2 separate regions of the Anser cygnoides genome follow, and region 1 is linked to region 2. Evidence: chromatin contacts called from public Hi-C data. All regions are on one chromosome and are shown on one strand. The core of a region is the stretch at or near the end of the contact, and the rest is flanking DNA. Distances in the headings are between cores, read along the strand shown. Region 1 overlaps LOC106035178 (cytochrome P450 4V2-like). Region 2 holds the start of FAM149A (family with sequence similarity 149 member A).

The links. Hi-C and Micro-C count contacts between places; a contact is called where the count stands out from the background.
Region 1: a Hi-C map of liver shows a contact between it and region 2, with 2.3 times the contacts expected there. The contact joins the enhancer-like site here to the promoter of FAM149A in region 2. A contact is called at or near these places in 2 of 7 Hi-C or Micro-C datasets (both in liver).

What each region holds. Positions count from the first base shown.
Region 1 is chr4:60,123,062-60,130,690 of Taihu_goose_T2T_genome, reverse strand. It overlaps LOC106035178 (cytochrome P450 4V2-like), which reads right to left. Exons shown (of 33, transcript XM_066996261.1): 11 at 3,390-3,435; 12 at 2,795-2,853; 13 at 587-749. Among named protein-coding and RNA genes, the nearest start is that of FAM149A, 48 kb to the right of the region's middle. Within about 2 kb of position 2,315, at least 3 of the 3 cell types and tissues checked have open chromatin away from gene starts, as enhancers often do. A contact at or near this core is called in liver, where this site is marked.
Region 2 is chr4:60,074,039-60,081,173 of Taihu_goose_T2T_genome, reverse strand. FAM149A (family with sequence similarity 149 member A) reads right to left here and starts at 2,070. Exons shown (of 13, transcript XM_048078345.2): 1 at 1,874-2,070. The coding sequence starts at 2,070. TLR3 (toll like receptor 3) reads right to left here. Exons shown (of 7, transcript XM_013179778.3): 6 at 5,604-7,135; 7 at 3,286-5,018. The coding sequence ends at 4,790.

The sequences.
Region 1 (7,629 bases), core at 1,066-3,565, 49 kb before region 2:
TGCAATTTAGAGAAAGACAGGGTAGAACTGCAGCTGCTCTGTTGGCACTGTCATGCTTGGTGGCAGATGAAAATATGTGGTATATATGGAAGCTCCAAAAGGTCTCCTACAAGCAAGAAGCACAGTCCTGTTCCACCACTTGTAACTGGGTTACGAGGAAAGAAACACACTGGGCACAGAGAGGGAAGGCAGCCTCATCTCAGGATATTGACACTAAATCAAGAGAAAAATATTCTAAAGAGAATGGATGGGGGAGAGGGGTACAATAGAGGGGATCACTGGAGACATAAAATTGGTCATATTGTCCCTCAGCAATAAATAAGTGGCACAGAGGAAGGAGTGCACTGCTGGTGCTATTTCCTTGGAAGGATTGGTATGTGAGTGTGAAAGATTAGCTGTTGTCAAATTTAATCTTTCAAAGTTCAGCAAATACTCTTCTAGATTATAATTTTTAAAGATGCATGGTATTGTCTTCCGTGGCAACCTTGTAGCCTTCTCTGCATGCCTGTGTTCTGTCAAAATGTTACAGAGCTTCTAACATTGTCACAGGACACCAGCAAAATCCACAAGAATATGAGCATTTTACCTCTTTGCAGGATCTTTAGTCCATGTCACTGGCAAGTATGTGAAGAGCAGACAGGTAGGATGGTAAGTACACACTATTTGACAGTAATTGGCACTTGGTGTGAAAACTGTGGAGAGGTCTCCTCCTTGGAAGTATGTATTTTCATAGATCTGAGTCACACATTCTGATATAGAATAACAAAATATGTAAATTATTAGAGATAGGAGTATGGACATTTAATCAGGAGAGGGTGAAGCCACTGCCCCTTCTTGACATTGACCATGCTTTTGACTCCTTTGGCAGGAGAAGAGGGCAAGGGGGGCGAGTAGAACCATTCCTCTGAGAGTCTCATCCTTGCTCTCCAGCCTGGTAGAAATAAAACTCTCTGGGGTCTCTCTGTCCTCTCTCTCACCCCACACCCAAGGCTGGAGCAGGGCAGCTTGAGCAGTGACAGAAGCCCTAGCAGCAGGGTCAGCCATGAGGCCATGAGGTAAGTGCCACTCATGGCAGATCTTAGGAGCAGCAGAAGCATCTTCCAAGGGAGTTCAGTATAAAGAACCATTAAAAGGAAAACCAGGAGGATGTACAGAGCCCAAAGAGAGTTAGAAACTTGTATGTGAAGATTGTCCTATTGCTGAGTGATGCTCTGAGGCCAGATTCACAGTCAGTGCCACTGCGTTTATCTTCAATGGCTCACAGTGTTTTAGATACTTCCAGCTTCCTTACAATCTGCCTCAAACCCAATCTGACTTGCTTCTTAACAACAACAACAAAAGTAGTGATCCAGGAGCAATATCTCAAGAATCTCCTAGAATACAAATAAACTGGATTACCACCTCAGATCTTCAGGAATTCATCAATCCCATATTGAATTCTCTAATGAAATCCACTCACGCTGCACAGCCATGTGACTGGAATGAAAGTACCTAAGTGGCAACCCCTTCCCATCTTTCCAAATTAAGGAATTTGTCAGATCTCCTTGTTAAAATATCCAGAATAAAAAATAAATAAATAAATATCCAGAATTTTCTGGTGTAGATCTTTCCATGACCTTTATTTAAAAACTGGTATTTATTATTCTCTTTAAAAACTGGTATTTATTATTATTATTATAGAATTTCTTTGCCCAACTTTGCCACTAACAGAAAAGCATTTTCTATTACTCAGATAACTTTAAATTATTTATGAAGTAAAATGAAAAGACTATTGCAATTATCTGTTGTATCAGACATTTTGGATCTTATTTACCAACTATTAATGTAAACTAGTACGCCCTAAAAAATAAAATAAAAAAATTAAAAAAAAATAAATCATGGAATTTAATATTATGTTTGACTTTTAATACTACATAAAACTATACTAGCTCTGAATACCTTAGTTTAATAAAGATATTTATTTCCTGAGCCTCAGAAATGTTCCAAGATTTCAGTTCTACTGAGATTTTAATCCGGGTAAAATATTTCTGAAATAATAGTACATTTGTCAAAGAGATTTTGCTAAAAAGCTGCATTACCTCATTGTCCTCTGAGAAAACAGCTAGTACATTACTGAATGTAAATCTGTGTTAGGCCTTAGTTATAATTTATCAGCACAGGGAACTTCAGGGAAGTGCAAAGCAATTTTTGTAGTTTGACTTTTGCTAACCACAGTAAATCATTAACACATTGAAAAACACACAGAGTCGTCATGCACCCCAGCACCAACACAAATCACTGCCAGCTTTACAGGGCACTAATTTGTGCAGGGAGGAAGCAGCTCCCTTCCTAATTGGCTGCCCATGTTGTTAGCTTTGCTGTTGGGTGCACAGCACTTTCTGAAGATCGTATTGGTTTCACAGAGAAGAGCTGGGTACAGCCATGGTCTGACAGAAAACTGCCTGTAGTATGGTCCCAGGTGCACTGGGCAAGGTGAAATCATTGGGGGGGTTGGAAGAAAAATGTCAGTAAAGCCCATTAGAAACTTCAATCCCTATCACAGGGATGGAAAAATTAATTAGAAACTTCCATCCTCTGTGAGTTACCCAAAAATTAATTGAGTGCAACCCCACTCTCTCAGGACCAGGCTGCACTTAGGACTGTGTGTCCTCCCACCAAAATCATGTTGCTCTGTAGCTCTACTCACTCTGCATAAAAATGTTTAGGCCATTTGAATATTACTCTTTTTAATCTCCCCTTCCAGATGAGCTACATTACTCTGTGTACCTGTCTTAGGAGTTATATATTGACTTACCACCGTAAACTGAAGCAAGTAAGAAAATGAAATAAAAAGTCTGATAAATCCAAATCATCCTAAAAAACACAAAATTATTCTTAGGATATTTTTAATAGATGGCGCATATTTAGCTTTATAAAGTACCCCAATGCATATCATGTGTAATCTTATGCTATTGATTCAAAATTATATGCAGTTACAGCATAAATGCAGTCACACACAAGAGCAACAAAGGTTTAGTCCTTTACTTATGGTTGCAAGAAGCACTAAAGCTTATAAGTGCTTGGAGAATTTCTGCTTTGTTTCACATCAGCATATTTATTCTTACTTAGACCGAGAGCAATATTCCATCAGAATATCATTAATCCTGACTCTGTCCTGGTAGTTAAATGGATATTATTATCAATGCAATAAACAAATGACTCACACTCACCACTTCTGGCACATGTTATAGGAATTTTAAATTTATTTCTATATTCTTTTTTTTACATGCTAAACATAAACTGAGAAAGACTCAAATCAGCCACACAACATAATCCACAAATAGATCAATATACACTGCATTGTTGTTACGGAAACCTTTCAATGAATATCAATTGCAGGTGTTACATACCTGAATATACGGTAGGTCTGGATGAACGGATAAGGTTTATGTTCCACTGGGGAAAAAAAAAAAAAAACAGTTTGTGTTAAATATTACTGTGCCTGCAATACTAACTTCTCTTTAATGTTGAACTTTGAATGGGTGCTCATTCTGTCAATATTGTTACTGACCTTGGGCTGCATTTTCAGAGTGCGTATAACAGCACTGCACTGAAATCAAAGTGCAGGGTTAACACCATCTAAGCCTTTGCCTCTTGATGACATTTTAAAATAAAAGGTTTGGAGCAGCCAGCCTCTGCTATTACCACAAGAACCAACATAAAAAAAGGAAATGAGATTCATGCTTATATCAGTATTAATCTCAAGAGTAAATCCTGAGCTAACAGGGAATATTGGTGTGAGATCAGTACGAATGGCATCTCAGGTCCATGTAAATGACACCATTAGGAAACTAATGAAACCAAGGGGAGACTCATCATCTGTGTTTTCTTACTACTATACCATTTTCATCAGGCATTCCCTTGGCAAACAGCATATCCTTTAGCTATGTATTCTGTGCTGTTTTCCCTAACATCATTTCATGTTCTTATTCCTCTGCAGAAATTATTCTGTATGCATCTTCCAGATAGTTTTACTGTGGCCTTTGCTACACTCCTTTTCTCTGTTGTTAGATGCAGCTCACAATATCTTCAGTTTGCCAGAAGCCAGAAAAAAAAAAAACAAAAAACACTGCTTGCATAGGTATGAAATGTAAGTCCACCAACAAGAAGTCAAACTCAATTTAAAGCTGATCTAAACCACTGGTTTTGATTTCCAGCATTCTTTTTAACTTGTGTGACAAAGGGAAATAAATTTCAAATTAAAAAATAAATAAAATACATGTATCATTTCAAAGTGAAATTGCCAAAGGGAAAACCTTTTCCATGTTTTTCCTCTTTTCTTTTAGACTGAATATGCTAGCAAGACAGATAAATATGTTCGAGTCAAAAAGAGTCCAGATCAAAACATTTCAGCCAACTGTGATCGTTCTGAGCATGCTGATGGTTGAAATGATTTTCTTATGACTGATGTATCAGTGAGGCTTCCAAGTCCTCCTGCTTACAGTGGAAGAACTGTCCCAAAGAGCCTTTGTACCCTCCCATGTATCAGCTCCCTTTGCCATCATATGCTTGCAGAAGAGGGCTCAAACACAACAGCCCGCATTTTAAAGTGCTATTTACTGTTTTAAGTGTGCCACAATGACAAGGGAGAGTGCTGGAAGGCTTTACTGCAAAACACACTGATAGTTTATTCCTGCAAGATGAGGTGTTTTGAGACTACGATGCCTGAACAGCTCTGACATTCTTCAGCTCAGAACAGATTTTCCACAGATTTGGCCACAGGGTGCAGAGGTACTGTGGGATAACAGTTTAGGGAAAGGACGCTGCACTGTTCCCAGCAAATACCACCACCAGCTCTCTATCTAATTAGTTTCTCTTTCCTCAGCTCAAAAAGGATGATAATCCCTTACACTTCTGGAAAAATTATCACCTTTCAGCTACAGAACTCTCATATTCCTGAATGAAATCACAAACAATATCATGTATCTGAATATTTACAGCCAAAACAAGCTTTTGTGTTACTCAACCTACATTAGTATTCTATCAACATTTTGTGGTTATTTGGGTGCATTTAACTTGGTGGCACAAAGGTTTTAAAACTTCTCTTCAAGGGCTTTTAATTTCTTCATTTCATTTCTCAGCTGGGTTTTCCAACTCAGATATTGTGCAGTGTTATTTCAGTTCATTACCAGTTCATTGAAAGATAGAGAGAGAGAGAGAGAGAAGAAGAAAAAGAAAACCCAAATACTTTTGGAAAAATAAGTCATATAGTTCAAATGGGCAGAAAAAACAGGGAAGATTGATAACAAATTTCACCAAGACCTTGCTTCTCGTCATACAATATCAATATGCAATCAAATAAACTCATCAGAAGCTTCTGTAAGATTTTGTTTCCATAATCCATTATCTGTATTTTAGAAATTTGTCTAAGGAGAAGGAATCTTGGTTGTTTCATAAGCAAACTAGTGAGGGAAAAAAAAAAAAAAAAAAGACTCTCTTAAAGCAGCACTTCTCAAATTTATTTATCACATTCCTTCCAAAAGCATATACCATTTTAAGTACATCTATGTGTGCATCAATTGGATGTGATGGTAAAACTAAAAACTGAGGCAACAAGGCTATTTGAAGAGAATCACAACGAGCACATTCACTTTGGAAAATAAAAACATTTTCTTTCAGGGGACCTATTCCTACTCATGTGACCAACGTTGCCTAATTTACTTTGGGGCACTGTTACTCAAATCAGCAGAGTTGTACCTCTGTACAGAGAAAACAATGTGCTACGAACTGCTTGTTCCTGAATGAATTTTTGTTCATTACATTATAGGGCATGTTTATAACAGGACAAATTATGAAATATGCTGAGACAAATTCTTAGCTGGTACCAGATTATGGAGCTTCTCTGAAATCCAAAGAGATTTCATGTCTTATGTTAGGAGAGGAGGTAGAAATTCAAAGTGCAATTCTAAAAACATCTCATACTCCTTAGGCTTGTAAAGGATTCCTGTAATATTAGAGCTGCCTGAATTCCCTCACTGTGCTCATTTATCCACCAATAATATTCTGGTAACTAACCAGGATATTGTAATTAAGAGTTAGCAATTCAGATGACAGGGTTTAAAGGAAGAGCTCATCAAAATATTTTGATAAAATTGAAACATTTTCGACGATACAAGTGCAAATTTCAGATGAATCATCTGAAACAAAATGGAGTGCTTGTGTCTGTTTTGACTCTCCTGTCTCATTATGACTTGGTACTAAAAAAACGCTGCTTCAGCCTAAACTGGCAGCAAGTTTGTTAAAATGAAATCTCCCTTGTTGTGCAATTGCCTACTAATTTGATATTTTTTTCTGCTGATTCCAACCATGATTTATGCAAAATCTTGTTCATTAGCAATAGTGGCAGGAAAATTCACTTCTGCTGGGTGTCAGAAATTGTTAAGTTGTGCATCTCTGGAAATTAATAACTGCATACTGCTCTTAGTCTGACTTAGGTCTAATTCTGCCTGCCAAAACAAAAGCTCACATTTCTTACAGCAATCCTATTCAAAAAGCAGCTTCAACATGGGAGAGGAAATACTTCAGAGATCTGTGAGTATCTAGCCTCTGTGATAAGACACCCCCGAGTCATGACCTGGAACAAGAGCATCTCAGAGGAAATGAAGGAAGAAACCAGCAAAACAGTAACAGTGCAAGGTCACATTTCTGTATGGCTTTGTGGACATCCTCCCAGCTGAATAAGGGTGCTACATCAGTATCACGAATATGGTTCTGAATGCTGCAGCAGAAAAACACAACTGAAAATTCTGAAATACTCTCTCTGTATCTTTAACTCTGTGAGTTATAATTACATATACAAAACAGGCCAGAGTGTAATACCAAGTGCTGTTAAAACAGGTTCTACAAACTCAAACTTTCCTTTTTACAATGAAAAAATCTGGAGCATTTTCATCTGTGTCCAAAAGACATTATCTGAGTGAAGAACCAGCTTTCTTACTAGGCCAAAGTCTTCTCATGTTTGGCTTGATTCCATACAAAAGGGCTGCAAAACAATGGCTAGAAAAACTTAATCTTCCATTTATGGAAAGTATTGGACTGCAATTTATCTCAAAATAAAAGCAGCATGGTAGTTCCATATTCTGAGATTACATGTCAACAATAGTCTTCCTAGAAATACAGCCTAGAAATAATTGCACATCAGATGTCAAAAAAAGAAATCAATGCAGATTAAAATAAGGGTCATAGAAAAAAACAGAAGACAGCAACGAATACTAAATAACAAAACACTACCAGGTTTGTTTTGCAAAATGCTTTTTGTTTCTTTTTTTCCTATAAATAAATTTGATTTTTTCTTATAAATAGAAAAATACATAACTGCCCAACTCCTTGCCTCTTGCTGCTAAAAAAACATATGCTGGACAGTGTTAGGCATTAGAGAAGAAAGGGACACCATTTCACCTACTGAAGGGTCCCAGTGACTTGACCAGGCCCTGTAAATCTTGGCCAATGACAATCATCAAACAGTAACTCTTGAGCAAATTATGTGTTTCCCTAAACTACTAGCCTGGGATGAGGTCTACAGGTTTGGGCATACATTTTTTTTTTTTTTACTGAATAACTGATTACCTCTCTTCTCTCAAAATACTCTGC
Region 2 (7,135 bases), core at 821-3,320:
TTCTGGTTTGGTTTGCATTTTGTGTGTGCGTGTGTGTGTGTGTGTGGTTTTGGTTGGTTGGTTTTTGTGGTGGTTTTTTTTTTTGGTTTGTTTGTTTTTGTTGTGGGTTTTTTTTTTCAAGACAGACAATACTTTATCAGAATAAGCTTGACTGCTATGAATAAAATATTTGAAATGCCGCCATGCATACAAAAGTATAACGATTATGGAATAATGAGGGAATATCAGTTAGAAGTGTTTCGGTAGTAACCTGGAATAAGCATTTTGCTGCACACCAACCAGTTTTAATGTAATAAGGTTTATTCTTCATCCCAATACAAGCAAATAGTTTAAGAGTGTCATCCTTTATTTTTTTCAACAATTAAAAAAAAATCAGCCCTTTAACAGGAATACCAGCTCAGACAGCATTATACCCAGCTTTATTTTTGGTATTTAAATAAAAAATAAAATAGTGGGAAATTACAGACAAACACTGACTTGGTTCTAATATTATTTATAGAAAGCATCAAATACATTTTAAACAGAACTCTGTCAATACACCTCAAACCACATTAATCCCGCTACTCCAGAAAGGCTACTATTCTAAACAAATGCAGAAAAATGTTAAGCCTGAAGGAGCTTACAATTTGTTCTGAAATAAAACCCACAACTTTAGATGGAGGTAGGAGGAAATAAAAGCAGCACAGCAGGGAGGATGTTACCCTTCTTGTATTATTCTCACAAGTTACATAGCTTAGCTATCAGGCAATTACAGTATCTCAATTCATTTATTATTTGCTAAAATAAATGTACAAATACCTTTAGAAAAGTGTTTATTTACAAATAGCCATTGGCAATGGTTATTCAGAGAAAAACAGGCTACATCACCTTTACATGATGCTGACACTGGGACTAGCAGGTACAGTTCAGAAAGCAATCCTGGAGTCATCACAGACTCAATATGCAGTGACAGCCAAAGCCACCAACAACACATTGGTCCAGACCAGGAAGGAGACTGACATGGAAAGCATCTCTTTGCTGTGATGTAAAACCTTCCTGCCTCCCCAAAGAGACTACTGTGTGCAGTTCTGGTCCCTGCATCTCAAGGACAGGCAGCACTAAGAAAAAGGCTACAAACATGGTTAAAGGAATAGAGGGGTGCCTAACAGATGATGTGCTCGAAGTTTCCAAAACCACAGAAGAGGCAGATAAATCAGAAGATGATCAAATTTTTATACCTTGCAACACAAGCACTACAGTCATTCCTTGAAATCGGTGGGAGATCAGTTTAAAAAGACACGAGGAGAAAAAAAATAATATATATATATATATGAAAAACCACTTTTTTCCTCTCCTCAAAACAGAGCAGACAGTGCCTTTCAAGAGACTGTTGTTACTAAAGCTTATCAGCAGGTTCACAACCAGATGCATTCGCGGACATCAGGCCCATAAACTGCTTCCAAAAGCACTGGACAGGTGCCTACCTTCTAACACACCTACTGTATCAACCGTGAACACGGGGATGAGCACGGCTTCTCTGCCAGGGGAAACCCTGAGGACTGTAACACAAATATTCTGCTACGTGGAAGCCATCCATTATTAGTATTTTTTCTAGGGGGGAAGTACAAAATACACTTCCAATGCAACAGTGTAACTACTACAGATTCTAGGCAGCTATTCTGCTTTACATTTTCTAGGAAACCTTTCTGCTTTGGTTCAGCAAACAGCCACGAAGTGAGCCCCCCGGCACACACCCCCCTACATCACTCAGGAGCTCTCCAAGCCGGGCACGGGGCGTTTTCCCTCCACACCGCCCAGCACACACCGAAGGACCGGGGCACCCCCCGGGCCCGGGGGCGCTCCCCCTGCCGCTCCCTCCCCGGCTCGCACTCACGGGGGGCTCCGCGGGCTGCGGGATCCCTCCTCGGCGTCGCTCTCCTCTGCCGCCGCCTCCTCGCCGATGTCGGGCAGGGTGATGAGCAGCGCCCGGCCGCCCGCACGGCCCCCGGGCTCCATGTCCCCCGGGGCGCGGGGGGCGGCGGGGCCGGGCCCGGCCGGGGGGCGGCGGGGCTTGGTGAGGGCCAGGTTCATGGCGGCGAGCCCGGGAGGGGCGGCCGGGGCCCTGGCCGGCTTCGGCCCGGTCCTGGCCCGGCCCCGGGTCGTTGCTAGGCCAAACAAAGCCCGGCAGGGCACGCACCGCCCAGCAGCGAGGCCTGGAGGCCGCCATCGAGCCTACGCGCCCCATGGCCGCGTGGTGGTGTAGGGCGGTGATGGTGTAAACGCCAGGGAAAAGGTCCCTAAAGGCAGCAGGGTCTCCGTTCATTCGTCACCCTGCCAAAATGTCTTTCCCCATACCATAGTAAAAACCAACCTCACTGAGCACTTAGGTGGGTAATGTGTTAGTCCTAGCTGCATGTCACCCGTTTGGGAGCTTGCAGCCCTAACATATCCTGCATTAAAACTTAGCACAGAACCGATTCCGAATGTCACTAACTTGTTCATTTCTCTCTGTCATGCAAGAACCACAGAAACAGGCGGGTTCCACCCCAAATCTACAGACTTCAGCATTCTACCTCACTTCAATCCGTTAGATATTCTACTTTCAGCACCTCTGTAGTCCAAGGTAATATCTTCGATGCTACAAGTTTGATACTATTTTTCATTTATTTGATTTTCATCTCCTCAGCAAATCACCATAGTACGGTCTGATGCTACCCAGTGTCAAGAAAACAAACAGCTCAGATACATACTGCTAATCCTGAAAGGACTTACAACTCTTCACCATAAGTAAACCCATTTATTTACTCTCAGTAATACTGAGAAACGTATGTATAGGAGCAGAGCAGAAGTAGAAAACTTCCAGACAAACAAGGAATTTTTGTACAAACATATATATATATACACATATATATATATGTCAAGTATATTGATGTTTTATCATTGGTCTTGTGCTTAAATGCTTTTGTGCTCTTTTTTTTTTTTAACATTAATTTAATTCTCACTGCAACCCTTTATAATGCCTTCTTCTGTTGTAAATTATTTTAAATTGAATGTAAATACTAAAATAACTTTTTAGAACTCACTGTCATACTTCTATCATTTAAAATGATTTTCATTCATCAGCAGTTACACTTACTTTGTATTCTTAGCTATATTACAAAAGTATCCATAACACATTTACTCAGTTTTCCAAGACCAATTTGGGGGGCATTTGGAGTAACAAGGGTGTCTTTTGAAAAATTAGACGTGATGTCTTTTAACACTTTAATGGCCAGAAAAGACCATTCGATCATTTAATCTGACCTCTTGTATCGCATTTCACCTCAGCATTTATTTGTGCATTCTCCGCAGTGTTACAATATTTTTAATATACATGCGAATATAAACAATTGAGTTGAAATGAGAAATTCTGCTTTTTTTGCCATTACAGATGTAGGAAACATAGGTACCCTTTCACGATAATCATTAAATAAAAGAAAGGACAATTGACATGGTGCATACCTGGCACCCCATCCTCACCGCCTTGCCTCCTCAACTTTCACAGCCTATGCATGAAGAGAGAATTTGTCACTTAGCCTGAAAAGGACAGAAAGATGAGATGAAAGCATCACAATGGGATAATCCTATTACTGTAATTAGGGAATCATCATCTATCACTTCATCTGTAAACAAAGCCTTTTGTTTTCACTCCAGGACTTCCTGAGCAAGTGAAGGCAGTCAACACTCCTTTCACTCTTCCTGCGCATGCAAAACCTGTTTCATTAAATATTTCTCATTTATTTTCTGTCATCATGGGACACAGAAACCTATTAAAACCCGATGTTTTTCATCTATGAATGTAAAAAATCATAAGAAAAGCTGCTTAAAATGTTAACTATCGAACCATCTGAAATCTATTGTCTAAAGCAGTAAAGCAACATTCTTGGAATAATGGTGGTATTGAAGCTGAGGAGAGAAATGCTAGGGAAAAAACAGTAAAAATATTCCTCAGCTAACGAAGGACCAAACAAGTACTAAAAATTGATGAAGACAAAGTTTGAAAGGTCCTCTGAAGGAGCAATTAAACATTAATAGAAATATACAAATAACTGTGTAGAGTCAATAAGTTGTGCTCAAACACTCCATAAAATTGCAAACTGTCTCAAACATGATAAATATCATTTCAGAGCACATTTCCCTCATTCTCAGCTCTCTCCAGATCAAGCTACTAGCCTGTAAATCTGTATCTTAATACTAGGCAATTGCCTACTACCCTGTGCTTCTGAAAAGTACAGAAGAAGGAAGGAAGAAACAGCCAAATTAATGTATAAGAAATTACAATACAGAGTTCTGTCTGGTTTGTTCCTTTTCAGTGGCTTTGACTACAGAAATAATTTCCATGTTACTTACTGTGTTTCATATAGAAAGTTTTTCAAGTTTAATCTCTCTGAATCACCCCTTCTGTTTTGAAAACAAATAGTAGTGTCCATTCTACTTTCTATTGCATTCTCTTTAACATACCCATTTAAAGGGGAGAGCCCATGGCTTTTCCACATTATATCAGATGGACATTTTCCCTAGGACTTCAGTCATTCAGAATTTTCAGAATTCAGTCATTTCACAACTGCTTTTTGATACACAGACTGAAATGACTATCAATTGTAGTCCACTTTAAATAATGCCACCTTGGTGCAGGTGAATTGCACTGTAGACAACTAAATTTAAATTAGTGACTCTTGTATTTTTCCGGCATGACAAACTTTTTTTCATTTTTTACTGACAGCTTGCTAGTTTTCTAATGATAGAAAGCTGACAGCTTGACTATCAACATTCACCGTGCTTTACTATTAGATTTAAGTGCCATCACTAATTGCTGATGAAATGCATTGACTCTTTCTTTCTGGGCTGGCCACTTCAAGATGCAGCGAGATCTGAACATTCCTCTTCTCAAGCAAAGTGCATGATTCAACTTGTAATCTTGGATGTCATGAAGAAAGACCAATATGATGGAGTCCCGACTTTGTTCAATAGCTTGCTGAACAGCATGATACACCTTAAACCTGAAGCAAAAATAAGACAAAAAATGCATTTTATTTCATGTTGGGGAAAGCAAGGACAAACAGTTCTTTTGACAGCTCACATATTAGCACATTAGACCCTGATTTTATAAAGTCAAATGGGTTTTAATGTACATTCTGTGATAAGAAAGTGTCACGACTTATGTTAAATTAGTTACTTTTTAACTACAGAAAATTTACATTCTAAAAATATAACCTAAATCGTACAGTCTTTTCCTTCCCTTTCAAGATCACTACAGAGAAGTAATGAAAAGAGTTGTTTAAAGATAAATAAAAATCATCTTTGTATGCTAGTGATCTCACCAACAAAACTTGTTGTGTTTCAAATGTGTAATTTTAAGGAAAGCAATTTACAGAGGTGATATTGACAAAGGTTCAGATATCCACCAGTGTACACGTAGAGCACTTAAGTTCATTAATTTTGTAACTGTTCAAAAATTATGATATATTAAAGTAGAATTTGCATTGCATTTTTAATTAATCTACATAGCAAAAATAAAGATTACCTTATTAAAAATCTGTTAAGAATTTTTTCCCCTTACATACAGTGTTTTATATTCTACTCACTTCTTGCACCAGGGATCCTTTAAGAGATGCTCAGTCACAACAAAAATAATCTTCCTGCTCCTTCTTATACAGTTAATTATGGCTTCAAATTCTGATATGCCTGCTTCAAAGTCCCGTTCTTCTAAACAAAACCTAACTTCAAATTGCTTATTTTTTTCCAGAGAGATGAAATTCTTCAACACCCAATTCTTGTCGTGTCTTGCATGAATAATGTAAGCATCATAATCATACTCTTCCTGTAGTCTATCAAGTTCTTTAAAACCAAGTATTCGATTTACTGAAATGTTCCAGTAGAAAGCTATTCTCCACCCTTCAAAATGGATGAGAAGAACAATGAAAATGAGTAGCATCACTACTGTAGTAGTGATCACAAACAGAAGTTTAAATGGAGCGCTGTCTTTGCAGGCTGAGCTATCAAAATGCAACACCAGAGTACCATGATACTTAGGAGGAGTGTTGCAAATGTACTGAGACTGCAATCCAGGTACATATGCTTGGGTCACATTAAGCCAACTAGCAAACCAAGCAATACTTTCACAGGTGCAATCAAATGGATTGGAATCCATCTCTAGCTTTCTCAAGTTCTTGAAAGCTGGGCCAAACACCACTTCTTCAACTGAGGTTATTAGATTTTTCTGAAGGTTCAATGAATTCAGAGAGGTTTGGTCATCAAATAAAGTTGCTGGAAGCAGATTCAAATTATTTGATCCTAAATCCAAATATTTTAACTGAAACAGACCCTTGAAAACCTGAACTGGAATCTCATCAAACCCATTTGATTTTAAATTTAGAATATGCAAGTTGGGAAGGTCTTTTAAAAAAAGAACAGGGCCTCCTGGATTTGCATGTTTCCAAAGCCGAGCTAAATTATTGTGCTGCAAATTCAGAATATCAAGTTTGTGAAGTCCATCAAACAAATCTTCCTTTACGTTTGCTATGTTGTTATTGCTGACGTCCAGGACAGTCAGATTTTGTAGAGGATGAAAAGGTGAAGGAGAAATTGCCAGATTACTGCAACCTACCTTCCTTAGCATCAGCATTCTAAGGCTTGGAACAAAAGAGAACGATTCACTTCGCAAAGTCAAGTTTTTGTTATAGGAAAGATAAATATACTGTATATTATTGAGACCTTTAAACTCATGACCTGTGAGCTCTTGACTAATTTCATTAAGACCAAGATCTAGAATTTTCAGGTGTCCCAAGAAGGAAAATGCCCCACTTTCTATTGTAGAGATTCTTGTTTTTGTGAGGTTGAGAACCTGCAAGCTGGAATTAGCAAGCGATAAAAATGTTGTATTAGTTATTCTTTGTAAGTTTATGTTGCAGTTAGAAAGACTCAGGTATTTAAGGTTGTTCAGACCTGTGAACATATTAGTAGTGATTCGTGGAAAATTGTTATTATCCATTAAAAGGTACTCCAGGTGGTATAACCAATGGAAGGAAAAATCTTCAATTTTCCCAGTGAGCGAATTTATCAGATTCAGATGTTTGATGCTGGACAATCCATGAAATGAACGTGAAGATACACGAAT